Linked DNA regions of Zea mays: region 2 is linked to region 1. The links are chromatin contacts, called in public Hi-C maps. All regions are on one chromosome and are shown on one strand. The core of a region is the stretch at or near the end of the contact, and the rest is flanking DNA. Distances in the headings are between cores, read along the strand shown. Region 1 holds the start of LOC103649516 (GPI mannosyltransferase 2). Region 2 holds the start of LOC103649524.

Evidence for each region. Hi-C and Micro-C count contacts between places; a contact is called where the count stands out from the background.
Region 2: a Hi-C map of leaf shows a contact between it and region 1, with 6 times the contacts expected there. The contact joins the promoter of LOC103649524 here to the promoter of LOC103649516 in region 1. A contact is called at or near these places in 2 of 25 Hi-C or Micro-C datasets (leaf and tassel).

What each region holds. Positions count from the first base shown.
Region 1 is chr3:588,840-594,719 of Zm-B73-REFERENCE-NAM-5.0, forward strand. LOC103649516 (GPI mannosyltransferase 2) reads left to right here and starts at 3,495. Exons shown (of 8, transcript XM_008675238.3): 1 at 3,495-3,883; 2 at 3,969-4,074; 3 at 5,529-5,621; 4 at 5,702-5,880. The coding sequence starts at 3,577.
Region 2 is chr3:1,123,905-1,129,440 of Zm-B73-REFERENCE-NAM-5.0, forward strand. It overlaps LOC103649524, which reads left to right and starts at 3,234. Exons shown (of 7, transcript XM_035966118.1): 1 at 3,234-3,411; 2 at 3,499-4,653; 3 at 5,482-5,536.

The sequences.
Region 1 (5,880 bases), core at 2,245-4,744:
TAGCTATTTTACATGTTTACATGTCTTAGATTTGCTGCTGTTCATTGCTGCTATAATTTCATATGGTATTTATCTGAGTTATATGATTGTTTTATTCGGAATTAGAATATTTAATTTATTTAAATATGAAGGAAGCATGTCACTTATTTCTCTAAATTTACAACACAGAGGACATCGAATCAGGCTCATCCCATGCTAATATGAGATTGGAGACCATCGAGCGCATGCTCGACAGTTTTGGGAAGGTAGTTTCGATTTCCCGCGCATCGATGATGCGGGATTTTATTCCCTACGGTCAGGTGGATGCTCCTTTTTGGTTGTTTCTTAATTTTCGACTGGCCTTTTGCTGGCTTGTTTGATCATAACCTTTTTGTGTGGTCGACGAAGCGTTGCTGGTCGCCTAGCGGGAGGTGGATCAGCTGCGTGTAAGGCTGCGTGTAAGCCCCGCCTGTTTCGAGGAGAGGGAGCGCGAGTTTGCTGCTCTCGACTCCAAGGCTGATCGTCTTCGCGGCGAGGTCGCGCGCTTGCACAAAGAGCGTGACGAACGCGCGGGGCGACGTGAAGCGTCTTCGCTCGTCTAGAGAAGGCAAATTCAGAGCTTTCAAGAAAGCGTGGCGTGGCTTGAGCTTGGCTTTTCTTCTGCCCTTGCGCTTCAATACTTCGGGTTGTTTGAGTCCCCTTCTTCCCTAGAGCTCCAAAAGATGTCTTCCAGGCCCAAGACACCGGAAAGACGAAGAAAGAGGCAAAGACTATCGGAGGACGAGGCCCGCAAGCTCTTGTTTGCCCAAGACAACGCCGTTACCGTTACCGTGCGAGATCAAGCCGAGGCTTCGCTCTCGGAGCGGAGCGTGGAGCTCTGGGCTCTCAAGGCGGCCACAAGCGAAGTGTGCCGTCCGTCGAAGTTGCCCTGCCTGACAGCCTGATTGGCCGTGGGTGCTGCCGAATCACGTGAAACGTGTGGTCCCCTGAGAGTATAGGGATGACGACGGGTCGGGTGGAGCAAAAACCCACCCGTGATCGTACCCATGAAGTCTATGTAAACCCGCCTGTGATTACACCTGCGGGCTGCGGGTGCAATTCCAAACCCGCACTCGAACCCATGTCACCCGCAGATTTTACTTATTGTACACTTTTAAATAATAATTAAGCTATGACCAATTAAGTACCCACAATAATTGAGTTATATCTATGTGTTTTAAGTCTTCTCACATTGACCAGCAACAAAATATTTCATGAATCATTAGCCAAGTTACTTTTCCAAAATTATTACTATTGTATCTTAATCATTTTTGCGCATAATAAAGAACAAACCAAATTTTAGGTCGGGTGTGGGTCACCCACGGGTTGAAATAGAAACCCGCACCCACACCCGCGAAATTTCAAGTCGGGTGGGGGTTACACCCGTGGGTCAAAATCTTCACCCATACCCACACCCGTCGGGTCAGGTACCCATCGGGTTTTGGATTTATGGGTTGAATTGCCATATCTACATGAGGGCGCACTCCATGGGAGCAGCATAGCCCTAGGGCAGATGGTCTCTCACTCTGATGAGATCGATGCAGCCGTGATCACGGAGGACTTCACCGCCAGATGGAGTGACAAGGAGCTAGACCGTATTGAAGAACAAGTTCGCCCTCACGCCCGATTGATCGTGAGCTAGGTTGACATGAAGTTCCTCCTGGCGGGCACTTGGAGTCTAGGGCCGCCCACCGGCGTCTAGACACCGTTAATTCATTGTCTTGTAACAAACTTTGTTTGAATGATGAGACCAAACATATGTTCATGCCTTTTGGTGTGATGTTGTTTCTTGCTTAAGTACTGTGCCCCCATCATTTCCTCAAGTCAGGGGTCCTGTGGCACGTTTTCACAGAGTGATCCCTGTTTCCCACCCCCTGAGCAGAGTGTGCTGACTTGGTTGCCATGTTCTGCTTACTCGGGCGTGTGGACGAGGACGAGATCCCGAAAAGACTTGCAACCAGTAGCGTATCCTCAGACCTGGCTGATGCACAATAGAGGAAAAGAGCTCACATCCCGCCGCTCTCACTCTTTTTCTTGATAAGTACATGATTCATGATCCACACTGGGTGTCACATTTTTTTTGGTTACGAATCCTGTTTCTAAGATCTTTTTGGCGCCCCTCTTCGCTAACATCTCTGCGCTTTTCTCTTGTCGACTGTCCTGGCCGTTAGTCGGATATTGAGAGAGAGCACGAGGCAGTCGATGAGCATGCCTTCTGACTTGTCGGAGGACTCCGTCCGATACAAGCGCGTTTGGATGCGCCGACCGTGTTTGTCGAGGTGTCCTCTATGTCCTTGGCAGACTTGGAGGCGCTTGAGCTGGTCTCGAGAGCACCTAGGGTACCTCAGGGCACAGTCTCCTGAAGCTCGACCCCTTCTCTTGTCGTGTCCATTGTTAAGGCGAGCCCGCAGTTGGCCTGCTCGCATGTGTAGTTGGCCTTCAAGAAAGAGGACACTGTGATGATCTCATAGGGACCAGACATCTTTAGTTTTAAGTACGTGTAGTTGAGGACGACCATAAATTTGATGTAGCACGATCTCCCAAAAATAGTGTTGTAGGACCTCGAAAAGTCAATCACGTCGAATTGCAGTCGACGCGGATGTTGTGAGCATCATCGAACATGACGGAGAAAGAGATTCGCCTGAGCGAGTAGGCCTGATGGTCGAGAATGATGTCGTGGAACAACGCTTAGCTAAGATGTAGCACACGTGCAATCTTCAAGCCATCAAGGGACTCAACATACATGATGTTTATACTTGTACATGTGGGCTGGTCTTATCCGGCACAGCACAAGCCCACAAAGGCACGACCCATAAAGGCACGGCCCACAAAATCACATTTCCAGTTATAGGTCGTGTCGTGCCAGCACATGGGCTCAGTTATCGATCTACGACACGACCCACAATTAGTTATGTGTGTCAGGCCGGTCCATATAGCCCAGAATGCTCTAATGTGCCAGACCAGCCCATATACATACAACAGTAATACATAAACAAAAAGTATAAAATATACATATAACCAAAATAAAACTAAGATGTTTTGTGGTTGCACATTAAAAGCCTTTGGCTAGAAAGAAAAAAATAGTACAACTAGCTCCGAAATAATATCCAGTTATCTGTTCAGTATTTAGTTGAGTACTATACATCCATACAAAATACATATACAATGATCATTATCACTATTCACTATCCCCATCTAGTTACTGGTTCTCGAAGCCTATTGAAGCTCTATATTCTCTAAGTTAATACTGAGTTTATGTTTAGTGTGTCTCGATGTGCCTTAGTTAAATGGGTCATACCAGTCCGGCCCGTAAGCTTGACTTGAGCCCTAGACATAGTCCATATATTGGACTATATCAGGCTACATCTATAATTAGATTGGACCATGCCAAAAATTTAGATTGGACCATGCCAAAAATTATGTGATTTAGGTCGTCCTATTAGTCGCATCATAAATGTACACTAGCAATGATGTTGAGTCCATGAGTATCCGGGACAGGTGCCAATAGCTGAAATCTCTCCACGGATCGATTCTCCTCCCTGCCGCGCATGCGCGTCAATGGCGCCGCCAGTCGCCGGCGTCGTGCGTCTTGCCGCGGCCTCCCGCGTATTAGTTCTGTCCCTCTACCTGCTCGCCCGCCTCCTCTTGCGCCCCTACGACACCTCCGCTACTCTCCACCCACCCTGCCTCTCCTCTTTCTCCTCTTCCCCGGATCCCAACACGCCCGTCTCCGCCGCTATCTCGTCGCTGGCCGTGTGGGACGGTGTCCACTTCGCCCGCCCCGCTGAGTGCGGCTACGAGTACGAGCAGTCCTTCGCCTTCCTCCCACTCCTCCCCGCCTCCCTCGTGCTCCTCGCACGATCGTGTAAGCCCGCTCGTCACACTTCCCTGATGTCAATTTGTGCGCTTTATCTGATCTGGTTGTGGTGATTAATCCTTTTCCCGTGCAGTGTTCGCGCCGCTAGTACCGATACTAGGGTACAGGGCCGTGCTCGTGCTCTCCGGCTATGTCCTCAACAACGTCGCATTCGTTGCTGCTGCGGCCTACTTCTACAGGTGTTCGCCGTCTGATGAGCTTTACTGTTTTCGTCTTCACACAGATTTGGGCTGATTCTATGCGTTAGATGGGCTCTAAAACCACAGTTATGCATCTATTTGGAAGTCATTTGTAGCCATTTATTGATTCTTCAAACATTTCAAGACTGGACAATGCTTGAGAGCAGTGCACACTGGAATGCAGTAGCTGTTTTCCCTGCACTTTATTGGCGATGCCACGCCAGAGTTTTTGCACAGTTCAATAGCTGGTGTTCTTTGGTGGATAATATTAGGTGAGGTGCTTGTGGACTGATCTGGCCCCTTCTGTGGTGATGTTAGGATGTGTCCTCTGACTCACTAACAGAAAGCGAGAAAAAGGAGGAGTCCTCCCCTGCTGCGTGCGGATGATATGCACCCTGATCGGAGGCACAATCTGTTCTAATCGGTTGTGGCCCGTAGGGCACTATATAAACAGTAGCTAGGCCGGCATGAACGCCAATGCTTCCGTGCCCGGAAACCCTAGCCACCACATTTGTTTAGGTGTCTATCACCTTTTCCTACCCAATGACAATGGCGATTCCGGTCACTGGGTAGGACAAGGTGATTGGCACCTAAACAAATGTGGCGGCTAGGGTTTCCGAGCGTGGAAGCGTTGGCGTCCCTGCCAGCCTAGCTACTGTTTATATAGCCTCGTACCCGTGACCGGGGCCACAACCGATCAGAACGGATTGCACCCCCGATCAGTTCTCATATCATCCACACGTAACAGGGAGGACTCCCCCTTTTTTCTCTTTGTTAGCGAGTCGGAGGACACATCCTAACAATGAATAGTTTCTAGAGCCTGTAAAACTATATTCTGGTAGTTGTAATGCAAAATCTATCATTTGAAGTTTAGCACAATCTGTTTCTAGTTTTTTGGAAGAAAGGTAGCAGGAGATCTGCCTATTCACTTATGCTTAGTGTTCTTATGGCGTCGCCTAGGCGTCCAGGCGCCCGGGCAAAACTGGTCGCCTTGCTCGCCATTCCCGCCTAGGCGCTAAGGCGCCTGTCTGATCCACTTGCTCGCCTAGGCGCCTTAAGAACACTGATAGAAAGCAAGTTCTTCGTGAAAATTTGTTCTGATCTGCCAGTACCAGGAGGAGGGAAGCTGCCGAAGCATACAAGAACATAGAACGAACAAATTGCCCAAAGTGGCAGACCCAAAAACTCCTGTGCCTCATTTGCACTTGTCTTGTTTATCCTTTCTTGATGACCTCTGATGGCACGAGGCTGGCATGTTGGAAGATGCAGCAATTTCTTTCTTTCCAAATGTTCATCCCATTGAAGGATTTTCTAGTGGCTATAGTTTGCAATTTTTCACTGTTCTTGATACTATCTGATCATATGGTCATAATTCATAAATGTCGAAGTTAGACCAACCCTTTCTGATCATATTACTGTGTTACTAAGGATACTACTAATTCTCGTTGGTGCAGATTGTCTGTGCTGATTTTGAAGGACCAGAAAGCTGCTTACCGAGCATCTGTTCTGTTTTGTTTCAACCCTGCTTCTGTGTTCTACTCATCATTGTAATATTCTTTTCCTTCACCAACACAAGAAACTCATGTGCTTTGGCATATTGTAACAGATAATTTGTTATTTTTGGCAGGTATTCAGAAAGTCTTTATGCACTTTTTTCTCTTAGGGGCATCTTCTACGTGTTTTCCGGTGCTAATACTGTTGCAGTGATAATGCTCGCTCTGTCTGGTTCAGCTAGGTCAAATGGAGCACTTAATGCTGGCTATTTCTGTTTTCAGGCCTTGCTACAAGCATATGATGCTACTGTAC
Region 2 (5,536 bases), core at 1,984-4,483, 530 kb after region 1:
TCTAACGCTAACCCGGCTTGTAGTTGTGATTAATTTTATAAATTTCAGTTTTGCCCTATTCACCCCCCTCTAGGCGACTTTCAATTGGTATCAAAGTCCGGTGCTTCATTAGAGCCTAACCGCTCGAAGTGATGTCGGGAGATCTCGCCAAGAAGAAGATGGAGACCGACGACAAGCCCACTACAAGCCACGAGTCGACTTCATCGGAAGAGTCCCGCAACAAGAGGAAGGAGAAGAAAAACTCCTCCAACAAAGGGAAGGGGAAGGAGAAGAAATCCTCTTCCCACAAGTCGCATCGGAGAGGCGACAAGCATAAGAGGATGAGGAAAGTGGTCTACTACGAGACCGACTCTTCATCGCCATCGACCTCCGACTTCGACGCGCCGTCCGTCACTTCTAAGCGCCAAGAGCGCAAGAAGTATAGTAAGATCCCCATACGCTACCCCCACACTTCAAAGCGTACTCCTCTACTCTCCGTTCCTAATTAGAACCCAAATTAGATTCAAAATCAACCAAATCAGATCTGGAATCCGAATCAGATTCAAAATCAGAAACTGAATCTGAATCAGAACCATCAGAACTAGAGCTATAATGCACGGGGTTCAGAACTTGTAACTCATGTTCGTTTTACTCTTATTTTGTCAGAGTTGTAGTATGTGCTTTACAGTTTAGGCAGACATACTGAAGTTACTATGAAGGATTATTTTTAGGTTTCTCATGTCTGATCGTTTGGAGGAAGCTAAGCTATAAAGCTGTGAACTTTTGTGCTACTGTTACCACTGCCTGTTTAATCATCATCTCGTCTATTGTAATAGTTCCGTTTCTCTAGTTGTTGAAAGATTATATTTCTAAATATCATTGCTCATATGACATTTTGCTGTTAGGGCCGCAATTTGAGCATCATTGGACAATGGTCATGTGACTGATTATGGTGGTATTTGTGATGTGATATATGTTTCTTAACATCATTGTTATGATGCTATTTGCATTGTGATTTATGTTTCTGAACATCATTGCTCATATGGTACGTTGCTGCTAGTGCCGCAATTTGAGCATCATTGGACAACGGTCATGTGATCATGTTGGTATTTGTGGTGTGATTTATGTTTTTGTACAGTCTCGTGAATACTTAGCTTTGTCAGCACGCAGAGAATGTTTGTTTTCTGGATTAGGGTACACTTGTTGTGCTGATAGTTTCTTAGGTTTAGGTGCCCATCTCTCTCATCTGACATGAATAATGTATGAGTGTCGTGTTGTAGAGTATTATGTGAAGCCATCAACCTGTAAGCTTTCATAATTATCCGCACGCAGGAGGACGTCCAACTGTGCCCAGAAAACATTGCAGCTCAAAATTGCTACACCCATATCAAAATTGCAAGTACTCGTCTTTATTTTTACTACACTCTAGGACTGAATGTATGTTTTATTCTTCCCACAGGTCTGTTCACAAATTGCAGCTCAGCGTGCAGCCAATCCTAACCTTGATAAACTATATATTACAAAAGTGAGTAGCTCTATAGGTCCTGCTCATGAGCTTTTTATGGATACTGTTGATTACACTCGTAATGACTATTTCCATTTGACTTTTTCGTTAAAGTCCGTGAAGAAATTGTTTCTTGTGCCTAGCAAACGCTTTAAATGCAATGAAATGGTTAGATCTTGATCACACACTATTTTTTGTTACTAAGTGACTATGATTGTCAAGAAAAGCTAAATTCAGCCTTTTTTAGATATTTCACTCTGATTGTTTTGCAATAATATCGTATAATAATGCTCTATATTTTTTGTGAGGCCTTTTTTCTTAATTCTGGACTGCAGAAGACAATTTAGGTAGAAGCTTTGACTTCTTTTTTACTGCTTGAAGGAATATAAAACATTAAAACCCGCTTAGTAGATGCGTACTATAATAAAACATATAGTCTCCAATTTTCTATTTTATTTCATGTTTTTGTTATGTTATCTCTGTATTTCTAACAATCAGTAGTTGTCTATATATATCATTCTCTTGAAAAGCTTATTTGATTTTGATATCTGTATTACTAGCAGCCTGACATCATATTCTAATTATTACAGAATGATAAAGATGTCTTTATAGAGTCACTTATTTGCAGATTAGATAATAAATGTGATAAACTTTTGATATGTAAATTGGACTCTGAATTCAGCATGCCTCAAGTAAGTATATGCAATTTGGATCATAGCATTACATTTTTCATGCTAGCGTACTTTTATGAAAATAATAATATTCTTTAGAATTGACAAAAATATTTAGATGTGTGTTAAAATAACCTACTTACCTTTATTCTAGCAATGTTGTTAGTTAACACAAGATAAACATTAATTAGAACCACTTTTGTAATTAATAATTAATAGAAGGGGTATGTATTTAATTTGATGGTGGCCATGCTTGGAAATGTAAGCTGCCTTCGTCTGAGGGCCCAAAAGCATTGAGTTGTTAGAGCTGTCACATAATTTGCATTTAGTACCCTTAAATTTCAAGTATAGACCAACCAAACCTCACATATAGGTAATGGAGGAACTCAACTCTCGGTTGGAATTGTGTGGGCCTTTCACGTTCTGATTTTGCACTGAATTCCACGTCTGTGCTTGCAATTACAGAAAATAAAGTTGTACTCATGAACATTTATCATTTGTACTCTGCTGTCTAGCCAAAGTTGTGTAGGCAGTTCTGCTAAATAAACGGCCAAAATTAGGGTAATTTAAGAACAACTAAAGAACGGCAACACAACTGGTTTGGACTAGAAACATGGTAGTTTTTTTTTTCTGGTGTTTGAGGTGTGTTTTGTCCAGCTACCTGAGTTGTTTAAGAGTTGCAGTGAATAATTACTGTGGTTATAACTCGATGGAGCAGAGTAGGATCATGACTGATTCTGAAATAGTTTTATATCTTGACTTATCAGCAACACACAATATCTTTACTTGGTTACAACATAACTTGATTTAGTTTTTATTGGTATAATACTATGATGTATGCATTTTTTGAATGAATTGTCAACTGTAGCAACGCACGGGCATCCCGCTAGTATTGTTTGAGTGATAATATGTGTATTTGAAGCAACATTTTTAAATTTTTTTTATTATTGTTATATATTATTTTTGTTCATAGCAAAGCATGGACGCATTCGTAGTTGTCTAAGATAAGACACAGAAGATAATACAGAATTATAAAGGTCCATTTAAAGAAGCCTACGTCGGTCGGGGAGTCCCAGGAATAACGACCCAGTGGCCCAAACAGCGTATGAGCCCCTGGTATATAGAAGTTGGTGTAGCCACCCACCCTAACCCTAGATCCGCTTTGGTCTCTGGAATCTGGAAGTCACCGGATCCACAACTCGCCCCTCTGGCCGCCTCCGTCCTCCGCCTTATCGGCCGCCGCCTCCTCCTTCGTCAGTAAGACGCCTCATCAACCTACAAATCTCCCAATTTGTCGTCGCAGAGATTCCCCTTGGCACCCCTAATCTCGCAATCTGTTTCAAGGTCGCATGTCTCTCGAGGACGAGAAGCCTTTCTTCGTCGTCGCTGTCGTCCCCAACTGGGTGATGCTAGAGCGCGTCGTCTTCCGCAGGGACGACGAGTCCTTCTCGGACGGAAGCGAGGCCATCGTGGCGACCGACCGGCATCGCGTCCTGTTTCGCGTCGGCACCATGATGTTCGCAAGTCTGGTTCAGGAATTCTTCATCTACAGCACCTCAGGTGCCGACACTTCCTCTTCGCTGACTGCGCTCCCGCCTTGTGCCGAGCCTGACATGGATTGTAGCCGCCGTGAGGGCCGCCTACCTCGTAAACGTGCTTCTCGGGGATGACGCCTACTGGCGGTCAGGTCCATGGGCCTCCTGTGCCGAGGCGAAGAAGAGTTCGCGGTGGTAGAGCTGTAGGTTTACAAGCACAACTGCTACATGGCCTTTGCTGACATCTACTTGTTCCTGAAATCAGCTGGCAAATGAGACTCCATGCGTTTGCCCATCCTCTGCAGCACCGACCCCAATGTGATCTGGCAACTTTGCTTATGGCAGACCGACACGGTTATCCTGGTCGACCGCTGGCTTTGCTGGGTTGACTATGAGCGAGGCATCCTTTTCTACGATATGTTTGGGGAGCCCAGCCCTACTGTTATCTTCAGCCAGTTCCCTCTGGACAAGTTCCCTGACAACAACACTCGCAACAAGGACTGCTGCTGGTTGTACCGCAGCATGTCGACCACCCGTGAGGGGGGTGCGCTCCTGTTCACCAACGGCTGGTGCTGGCTTCACTATCAGGTGCCACTCCCTCATGTTATGCAACATCACGGAGCCGAACACGGTTGGGTGTGTATGGGAAGAGGACTACACGGTCACCTCCGATGAGCTTTGGTCTGCCAACCCTGAGTGCCTACCGCATGACATTCTCATGTTCCCCCAAGCTGACATGGACAGGCCACATGTAGTGCACTTTGTCATCAGCGAGTTCGGATACGTGAGAAAGAATATGTAGCTGGTCACCATTGACATGAGCACCAGGAGAGTGGAGTCATTTTCTCAGTATACCAATGGGAGGCAGTATGCCATTGGAACCGAGGGCGCTTACTTGACCAAAATAAGGTCCGGCTGTCCCATGTCCTTCCTCCCCTCTGAGTTCTCCAAGTACCTCTGTTAGGTAATATTGTTGCTGGCTTTTATCTATCACCTAACTAATTTTTTGCTGGTTGCACACGTATTGCTGTATGTATGCAAGTTCTTCACTTTAATCTTGTTAGCATTAGAATTTCACTACGGGGAGAGCAGCCTATTTATCCAACCAGAACAGTAATGTATCCTGCAGGCTACTTAGTGAAAGATAAGAAATAGGCTTATGAACGATAGAGTTAGGCCCTGTTTGTAGTCGCTTTTCAGGAACTCGATTCTCTGGGTAGCAGCTTGTTTGATAATTTTGCTGTCCAGAGAATCTGCTGCCTCAATAAGCTGAGTTTTTGGCTATCCTGATTATAGCTGTAAAACGACCTGAATGCCCGAGTTGATAATAGCTCATAGCCAATAATTGTAATGTCTTTTGAGTTTGTTAAATAGAAATTGCTGTACAATAAAGATAGATAGGTCTAAAATATGGCTACAGTATTATACAATTAAATATAAATCTACCGTGTGTATCGATCATGGACAAGTGCTGTCAATCTATCCATTGCAGAGCAGCAGCAAAAACAATGAACGGAGAGCTGCATTAGAAATACATAGATGTAGGGAGGCCGGCACCTTGGAGGAGCTCGGTGTGGCCTGCGGGTGACCATAAATAAAGTAGCTGTATGTTTTGTATGCTAAGATTTTTTCTGTATCCAATCTTCTTCTAGGTTTGAACTTCTAATTTTGGAAGACAATTTTCCTCATGGCCTTGTCACCAGACACCAGTAACATTTTTTTTCCGTTGTAACACACTTGTACTGTCCTAAGCCAATTGAGTAACTTGACATTGATTTATAATCTTGTACAGGTTGGTGCACAAGTTGTGTACTCGAAATATGCAGGCACAGAATTGAAATTCAATG